2 separate regions of the Mus musculus genome follow, and region 1 is linked to region 2. Evidence: chromatin contacts called from public Hi-C data. All regions are on one chromosome and are shown on one strand. The core of a region is the stretch at or near the end of the contact, and the rest is flanking DNA. Distances in the headings are between cores, read along the strand shown.

What was found. Hi-C and Micro-C count contacts between places; a contact is called where the count stands out from the background.
Region 1: a Hi-C map of uterus shows a contact between it and region 2, with 4 times the contacts expected there. The contact joins two enhancer-like sites. A contact is called at or near these places in 9 of 484 Hi-C or Micro-C datasets (the G1E-ER4 cell line, bone marrow-derived macrophages, embryonic stem cells and 2 more), 2 of 115 datasets of contacts at active chromatin or transcription factors (acute myeloid leukemia and embryonic stem cells) and 2 of 9 other capture datasets (embryonic stem cells and embryonic tail).

What each region holds. Positions count from the first base shown.
Region 1 is chr13:45,441,153-45,445,441 of GRCm38.p6, forward strand. No RefSeq gene overlaps it. Among named protein-coding and RNA genes, the nearest start is that of Mylip, 54 kb to the left of the region's middle. Within about 2 kb of position 2,194, at least 144 of the 459 cell types and tissues checked have an H3K27ac peak or open chromatin away from gene starts, as enhancers often do. A contact at or near this core is called in the G1E-ER4 cell line and uterus, where this site is marked.
Region 2 is chr13:45,236,421-45,241,222 of GRCm38.p6, forward strand. No RefSeq gene overlaps it. Among named protein-coding and RNA genes, the nearest start is that of Gm34466, 29 kb to the right of the region's middle. Within about 2 kb of position 2,966, at least 38 of the 459 cell types and tissues checked have an H3K27ac peak or open chromatin away from gene starts, as enhancers often do. A contact at or near this core is called in the G1E-ER4 cell line and uterus, where this site is marked.

The DNA of each region.
Region 1 (4,289 bases), core at 944-3,443, 200 kb after region 2:
GTGTGTCTATAGAGATGTCTCCGGAAAGAACTGTTCCCTGAAGAAGGAAATCCCTCCCTAAAGGTGGGTGGGCGAGATTCACAGGTTAGGATTCCTGGCTGAATTAAAGGGAGAAAGTTGTGTGGACCACAGTATTTATCTCTCTCCCCTACCTGGTCATGGTATGACATGTCTGATCTCCTCTCAGGTCACCACCGAGATGTGGCCAACCCTCAAGCTTCGAGCCAACAGTAAACACTGCCTTCCTTCAAGTTGTTTTTATCAATTGTTTTGTCACAGTGCTGAGACACATACTAATGTGACAGGCGAGGCCCAGTAGCCAGCACTGTAGAGTTTTGCTGCAGTATGTTGTCTTCTGAGCATTAACAGCCATTGGTGATCCAGCCTGTTGGTGTTTTCCTCACAGAGGGGTGGGGTGGGGTGGGGAGGGTTGGTCCGCCTTCCCAGAGATTCTAGCCAATCACGCCTCATTGCGGTCACCTCCCAGCTGTATGTAATTCTGCCTCAGCTGAACAGTTATGTTGGAAGGTACCAGAAAATGTATAGCATTGCGGTTCACCGAAGGCCTGGACTCTATGATATAGCTTCTAGGAGTCATTAGGCATGATGGGGTGGCCCTTTTCAGGGATGCAGATGTTTATGAGTCACCTCTGATCCTGTAGGTAGCTCCCAGTCTGTGCCCCCATAAGTTCCATCAATTCATTTGATTCACCAAATTGGACCTGGGTGACATTTTTTTTCCCTTTGGTTTGTTGTAGGAAGAACCGTTGCTGTGATCCGTCCTCTGTGCCCTGTCTGAAATGAGATGTGTATTCCCCAGAAAAGTCCTTGTAACAGGTACACTTCAGCCAGACCCACAGTGAAGGGTCGTGACTCACCATGGCGCCTTTTCCTTTCTTTGCTAGGAATTTGTCCCAGCAATGGGCAACATTACTACTTTTCTTCTGTCTATTTTTTCTTCAAATTAAAATTTAAGAATAGGAACACGCATGTTACGAAAGCCCTCCTACCACCTGGCTTTTGGAAAACTTGATTTGCGGGAGCAAGCTGTTCGTTCCCAGCGTGCTTTTCCACTTACATTTGTTTTGTTGTGGGTATTGGCTGTGTTGTTTAGGAAATCCAATCTCGCTCCTTACCTCTAGTCATTAAAACGATGTTGGGTTAATGGAAGTTATTAACCAAACACTTTTCCATTTAAAACTGGAGCTTAGATATGTATTTTAGTGTAAATCAATTAAAAGTCAAGATGCTTGTATTTGGCTTGAAATGCATTGCCCAAGGGCTTTGAGTGACATCTGAACTAGAATAACCCCTATCCCAAGCCTTGCTTCTAACTTCATGCTTGGCTCACAAGAGTTCCTTGTTTGCACAAACCACTCCCGACTGCAAAATGGGGGAGGGGGAAGGTTAAAGCTGGAAACACACACCTCACAGAAGGGTGGAGTGGAGAGGGTTGCTCTGCCCTCCCAGAGATTCTAGCCAAACAGTCCTGACTGAGGTCGCCTCACTTGTGCTAAGTCCTTCTGCTAAGTCCTTCTCAACTGACCTGTCACCTAATGCTGTAAGATCCTATGAAGCAATGTACAGGCGGTTGGATCCAGTCAAGAAAATTGGTTGGAGTCTCTACTGCCACCTCGAGGTTATTGAGCTGAACTACAAAAATGAGAAAAAAATAAACTACCAGGCATTTTATGGTTTGTTTGTTTGTTTTTTGGTTTTTTTTTTTCCATTACAAACTAACTAGCATAATAGGAAATCCTTGAGAGGAGTGGATAGTCCTCAGAAAAGTGGGAAATTCCATCAAGGAATGGGCCAACGAGCCAGAAAGATGGCCTGTCCCAAAATCATCCCTCCTGAGCTACAATGGCTAAGCTTGACTCAGCAGCTACATCTTAAAGCTCTATGGGCCAAGGGCTGCTCCACAGGGAGAGGCTGTCAAGCCCCCATGTGGCTTCCCAAGGAGGAGGGGCTCATGAAACAAGCAGGAATGAGTATGTCGGGCATTTCCTGGCTGTAGAACGGATGGCAATCCGATCATGTTGGTGGGCTTTCTGCCGCCATGAGGGAACAACTGGAGAAAGCAGCTTAAACGAGGGACCTTTTGTTGTGAATGCTGACTTCACAGGTCCTGGGCCTGTGGTCAGACAGTGAACCACAGCAGAGTGTGTGAAAACAAGGGGCTGCAAGCTCCAGTAGCCAGGGGTGCAGAGACACAGGAAACATCTGGGCTTCTAATTTATCACTTTTAAGGGTGTGCCAGGGACCCAACTTCCCGGCACTGGGCCCCACCTCCTAAAGGTTCCAACACCCCCTGATGCCTCCTCAAGACACCCATGGTCTTTGTGAGGCAGTTAAGATCCAAACTATAAAACCGTTTACCATTCTCTATGTCCTAGAATCTAGACTCTTAGCTTGTTCTTTGATGCATTTAGACAAGACAGAAGTGAGATACAACATGGAGATTTAATGTTCCCTCATGATTTTATATCCACGGGAGGCCATTCCCCCCCCTCCCCCAATATTTAGAAAATGCATCTTAAAAACCTCCCCATCTGAGACACTGCGGAGGAGGGGAAAAGGAGTGGTAAACTGTAGTTTTCTCCCACGAGCTATTTTAGGAGAACTGTCATCTATGATTGAGATTTTGCGTCTCATTCGGGCTTCTGTCTACTTTGTTTCTGAAGAGCTCTTAGTTTTCCGTGCCCTTCCTGTGTGTCCAAAGCCATCTCAGACTGACCCAAGACTCTGATGACCTTTGACTTGCGGAGCTTGGGAAGAGGGTTAGTTCTTAGCCGGGGGGTGGGGTGGGGGGGTGGGGGTGGGGGGTGAGGGGTACCAAGAGTCCCCCCCCACACCCCATGGACCTTCTGTGGGGAGTTTTGGGATGACCTCTTTCTGCCTCACATGCCTGTGGTCATGGACAGAGCTATTTTCTGTATCTTGCCAATCCTTACCTTCTAGGCAAATGATGATCAGAGGGCCAGCTCATTAGTGACAACCCATGGTTTGGCCTCCAAATGGCAAGCTGTCTTTCACAAGCAAATATGAGTGTTTATGACAGGAGCAGAGAAGGGAACAAATGCCCTTGTGGGTGCTGTGTGTGATATAACCAACCGGCTGGGGTAGCATCCAGTGTCATCTGAGGTTAGTGAGCAAACTTCACAGGGAGATCCTCAGTGTTGGTCTTCCCTATGGAGTGATTTGATTCCTCAGGGAACTGCCTGCAAGCAGCTTTCCTTTCTGTAACTAAAGCGAGCGCTTTATGCCAGCATCGCCCACAGTTGTGTCTATAGCCTATAGTCTTCTGTGGTTAGGTCTCTCCTTTTAAAAGTGATACTAGAGGCAGCACCGGCTCCAAGGATCTGAGAGCATTTCATGTTTCCAATGCAAGAAAATTGCCTTATGTCCAGTGTAGTCCTTTGAAACTCAAGGACAATGACGTTCACCGAGACGCTCTGCCTGTAATTAACTGCCCTAGGGCCCGGGGTACTCAGATGGAGCTGGGGCTCCTTCTTCCACTTACAGGGAAGCCATTCACACTGCCTTAGATGAAAACAACCAGAGTTGCCAGTGGAAAGAATTAGTATGTTTTAGGAATGAGAGCTGAAAGCAGCAGACAAGTAAGTCTGAGGCGTTGTGTTGATGTTAATCAAAGGGGAAGGGGAAGTTCACATTGTGTGCTTATAGTGAACTCTGCTTCAGTAACACCGGGGATAACAGGACAGGATGGTGTCCCAGGAAAGTCAGAGGTTGCCACACGCCCGTCCACAGGATGCATGGGAGTCACGTGCGTCAGTGAGCACTTGACAGTTGGAAGGGCGGATTAGGAGAATAACAGAAGTCAGTATAAACCTCGAAAGACACAGGTTAGAGGAGAGTGGGCATCGCCCTGTGGTAAAGTGCTTAACTAGCAGGCACTGGCTCCGGGTTCAGTTCCCAACACCATTGTTGTTTCAAAAGGAGAAAAAGAAAAGAGGGAACCTCTGAAAGCTATGGAGGAAGTTGGAAGAGGGAAAAGAGGAGAGCTGGCCTCAGCGGACCCACTGACCTGGTAGAAATCGATCTCTCCCCTTGTCAAGGGCTGAGCATCAAACCCTGGACCTTGTATATGGTAGGAAAACACTCTACCACTCAGCTACATCCTCAGCTCAGTGGCCTTAAGAAAATTCCAGTCAAGATGGCTATCCTTTCTACAGTCACTCTTCATTACTGAGGTGGGATCCAGATGGTGTGTGTTTCATTGAGAGAAGCGTGGCATAGAATCTACCTAAATGATTATGTGAATATGA
Region 2 (4,802 bases), core at 1,716-4,215:
AGAGGACAGAAGAGCTGAGCCACCGTGCGGGAGCGACTGGACCGAAGGTGAAAGACTGGGTGTGCTAGACAGCCGAGGTAAACATTGCGACCAGGTAGAAAGTGGGTGTCTTAAGTTCTTGATTGCAGAGGTGATCTCTTCTCCCATGAAGAGAGATTCCCCGGCTTAGTCCTCTGAGGACAAAAGCCAAGATGGTCTTGCATGTGCAGAGTCACCTGGAGCAGAGAACACAGAAGGGTGCATCCGGATGAAGGGCCGACTCAGTGGAGAAAGGAAAGGGAGGGCTGGAAGACTGGGCAGGAATCCCAGAGCAAAGAGCTCTCACCGCTAGAGTCCCATTGAGGGCAGGATGGCCAAGCTCTGGGCTTACACAAGATGTTCAAGCTACAAGAGAGAATGCTACTGGACGTTCAGGTCCATAAACGGCTTGCTTCAGTTTCCCTATGTTCCAAAGATATTAAGAAACAGAAATTGTTAAACAAACAAAGTAGATATATTTCCAATTCAACCAAATAAGGAAGTCCAATTCCCACCTCATGCCCTCTGTTCCTGTGGCCATCTTATGATATATATATATATATATATATATATATACACAACAGGGTTAGAATTCACATAGTTGGTTGTGAATAGGCACGCTATACCTTTTTTGATGTTGCAAAAGACATCATCTACACATTTTTTTTTTTTGTTCAAGAGATGATCAAGCATCAAAGAATTATTTGGAAAAAAACAAAAACCCTCATCATGTTTTAAGTTTTTGTTTTGTCTTAGGCCCCACTCACAACTCCCCTGAGCCACCTAGGCTTTAGCAGGTCTTTTCCTGGAGGAAGGTGACTTCGGGCTCCAAGTTGCCTCAGTTCTCCAGTACATTTTTTTAATTCAATTCTGGGTTGAGGAAGACAAGAGGGCCTCTAATGTCTTCCATTTTTGAAAAACAAAAGAACCTTTTTTTTTTTTTTTTTTTTTTTTTTTTTAAGTGAGATCCTTATTCATTCCGGCAGAGTTCTTAGTTCATGGGCTTACTGAGTAAAATATTTGGAATCAGGGCTTCTGAATCTTTTTCCTTTGGACATCAGCTTCTGTCCTGCATGTAAGTTAACTCCGCTAAGCCAGCTCATAGCTAAACCTGCAGGAATGCTCATGTTTCCTCGTGACGTTCTTCCAATTATCAGATGGCCACTGGCATCATAGACGCGTAATTCAACTTCTGTCTTCTGGCTTGGCCGAAGTGTAAACAAATCCATGTTCCTTTACCATTTCTGCGTCCTAATGTCTTTGGGTCATGGAGAAACTGAGGCATGGGTTCATGGACATGAATGTCCAGCGGTGTTCCCTCTTGGGTCTTGCATCACTCACAAGGTAGACCAGACACCCCTGTGAGGGAGCCCAGTGCATGCAAATGAAAAGGTGAGCGACCCCGTGATGGCGGAAGGGCTGGGAACTGCATCTCTTAAGAATGTCTCCTCCCATTAGAGATACAGCCCAGGATCACAGTGAGAAGAAGGGGTATATTTCTGGGTCATAGATCTTTTGCTGTTTATAATATCATATCCTTACCAGATTGTATTAATGCCCTGTGTTTACTGATCTAGTTGGTAGCAGGAACCTGGGAAAGGGGGCCTAAAACTAAGGTGAGCTAACATCTCGCTCACTTGCCAACTTTATTCAGAGCATCAGACAATTTATACTCCTCAGGTTAAGAAGAGTAACCTGAAGAAAGTATACAATCACAGGGACATGGGTTCCCAGCAGGCATATAAACAAATAACAATAGCCAGCTGTATTGAATAATCTGAAGTGAACTTACTCCTATTTTCTACACCTGGGAAGCACACTAGCACATTCTAAGAACAAGCTGTGTCGTGGACGACTCAGTTTACAAGACTCTCATCTTGGCTACTTTTCTCACAGGGTCTCAGCAATCTCCTCACACAGGTTCTTTCATGGACCATGTTCTGACATCTTGTCCACTCAACCCGCCCAGGCAAAGTTTGTCAGAGAACCGCTGTGTAAATATCAAGAAGCTATAAACAGCATGGCCTCGGGGTGAAACCTGCCTGAGGGTTAGAGTCCAGCTGCTGCGCTCACCAAGTAAGGTAGGGAAGTCATTGTTGGAGGAGAGAGATGATAAACGGCTCCCATCCAGTGGCTCTTTAAATGTCTTTAAAGGACACATCAGGAGGAAGGCTAACTCAGGGTCTGCAAATGGTATCTGGTCCATGTTAACCACTTCTAGTATGACAATTCTGCCCCTCCTCACTGATGTCAAGGTGGACAGAGCTGTGCTCTGTTGATTGGTCTATTTCCACTTTCCGTGTTAAACTCATGGACCCCCAATGTGATGAATCCTTACTCTTTTTGCTTTGTACATATTTTTATTCTTATAACTTTTTTTAATTCATGTGTGTGTGTGTACATGTGTGTGGGTGCATGTACATGTGTGTGGGTGCATGTATATGCACCTATGCACAAATTTAGGTCAGAGGACAACTTGGAGGAGACTGTTCTCACCGTGTGGGTCCCAGGGATTGAATGAGGACGACAGGGTTGGTGACAGGCACCGTTATCCTCTGAGCCATCTCATAGGCCAATCTTGCTCTGTAAATCTCCCGGTATCTTGCCGAGTGTTCAATTACTTCCATCATCCGGGCAGATAAAGGTGAAATGAGGCAACAGCCACCCTGCAGACAGTCAGCGACTCAGTTATGACTTCTTGGGTGAGAGCAAGAATGGGAGTGAACTCAGGCAGGAGCAGGCTGAGTTTCACCAGTCTATAGAACTATCACCCTGGATCTACGTCTTCTCTGCCAGGAAGCAGCGGCAGCTTGCTTTCCTCTCTGAACAAAGCCTGCGCTTTGTGTGAGCGTCTCCTGAGAGAAATGTGTTTGTACATTAGACTGGTAATTAAAGGCTCCCAATAAACCCGGTCTCATTACTCAGCTTAAGGAGCTGCCTACACGGTGCCTGGCACTAAGTCAAGTGTCTGCTTGTGTAACATTGAGGTTGAGTCTGTGCCGCTGGGGGCAGGGACGGGGGGTGGGGCGTGGCACAGTTGGCTTGTGGGGACATCTGCTTCCAGGTCTTGTATATGGTGGACTGAAGGCACAGGAGCAAGTCTCTACACCTTTCAGGTTTTATTATTCTCTATTCATATAGTTTGATAGGTGGTTAAGACAGAGCCCGGTCCACTGTCTGGTTCACTGACTATGGCTATAGTTAATTGTCAGGAGTTTGAAAAACCACAGTTCCTGGGCAGGTTGCACTCAGTCAGGGAGAAAGCTGCTACCCATCACTCTTATCAGGACGCAGGGTCCATCTGAGCCAAGGTCGGGGAAGGAAAAGGTGATCACCCCAGTTCCTTCTGCCCAGAATTAAATGTGGTTTCTGTTTTACTTATTTCTACAAATAATTCTTTGATTCTTTGTTGTTTTTCTTTTTTCTTTACTGTCTTATCAAGATTAAGGGTAGCCATTGCTACCACCACAACAGCTAATTCTTAGTGATTTTTCTTTTTTTTTATACCAGTTTTCTTTATACCAGAGACTAGTTTAGTTGATCTGAGGGGACAAGTGGAGAAGCCAGATGGGCGTATGAGCCAGAATCTGTTCTGAAAATATTGCATTACAGGAGTTTTCTGCGGGAATTCAGTTTTTGTCAGGTCCTGGTATCTAAAAGCTGATTTTGGAGGTGGAGCAATGGTTTTTACAGAGGACTGAGGTGAGGTCTCAGCGGCTATGTTAGGGCAGTCTGCAACAGCCGCTAATTCCGGTTCCAAGAGATCGGATTCCCTCTTCTGGCCCCCATAGGTATTGCAATCACATGCACAAACACGCGAACTTACACTTATGATTTTAAAAGAAAATCTTCTTTAAAAAAGAAAAACTGATTTCCATTTTCTCTGTTTTAAAAAAATGGTTTTCAAGGCTTTTTGTGATTTTTCTCTTTTCTCACATCATTCTGAAAGCGTGACTAATCATTAACACCAGTGTGTCACAGCAGGTACCAAACCTAACTGGAAACCCGGTGAAACACTCATTTAACTATCTCAACAACCCAACAGAGTGGATGCAGTTGTTTTTTCCTGTTCTCTATAGGAGACTGAGCAGCAGGCTAATAATGATTTGCCGGAGAGCTCAGAGCTGTTAAGAGGTAGGCTAAAGAGCTAACCCAGTGGTCCTGGTCTAAGCCACCCGGTGGACACCACTTTCCTCTTGTTCAGCTTAAACACGACTTGACTTCAGCCATCCCAAAACCTCTTTGCTCTGTGTGAGAATTTGAGACACTCAAAGAGGCCAAGTGGCCTCCTAAGGAAGCCATGGCTTAGACTTCACTGTCCATATTGACAACCTAAGTCCAGAGTAAGAAAACAAAACACAGCATAACATAAGAGGTGCATAGATAGAATTAAATATACTTGACATCATCACTTTGTAATTACATATGCTCATTGGATATATGTATATAATATAATATAATATATATTCCTTCTTTCTTCCTTGAGGCAGAGTCTCACTATTTAGTCTAGGATGACTTCAAACTTAAGATTCTCTTGCCTCAGCCTCTAGGGTGCTGGGACTACAGACATAAGTGACCTCACTGACCTGCTGCTGTTCTTTAAATAACTGTTTTTTGCAGTTAGGTAGACAATAATTAAATTCAATTATTTTTTTCTCCGTAGAAATCTTTATATTTATATATAACCCCGACACTTTCAATTTGCTTAATATTATTTACCAACTGGCCAGCTGTTCTCTGTGCCTTGGAGAATTCTCCTCCAAGGGGTTGGAACCCACTTTTTA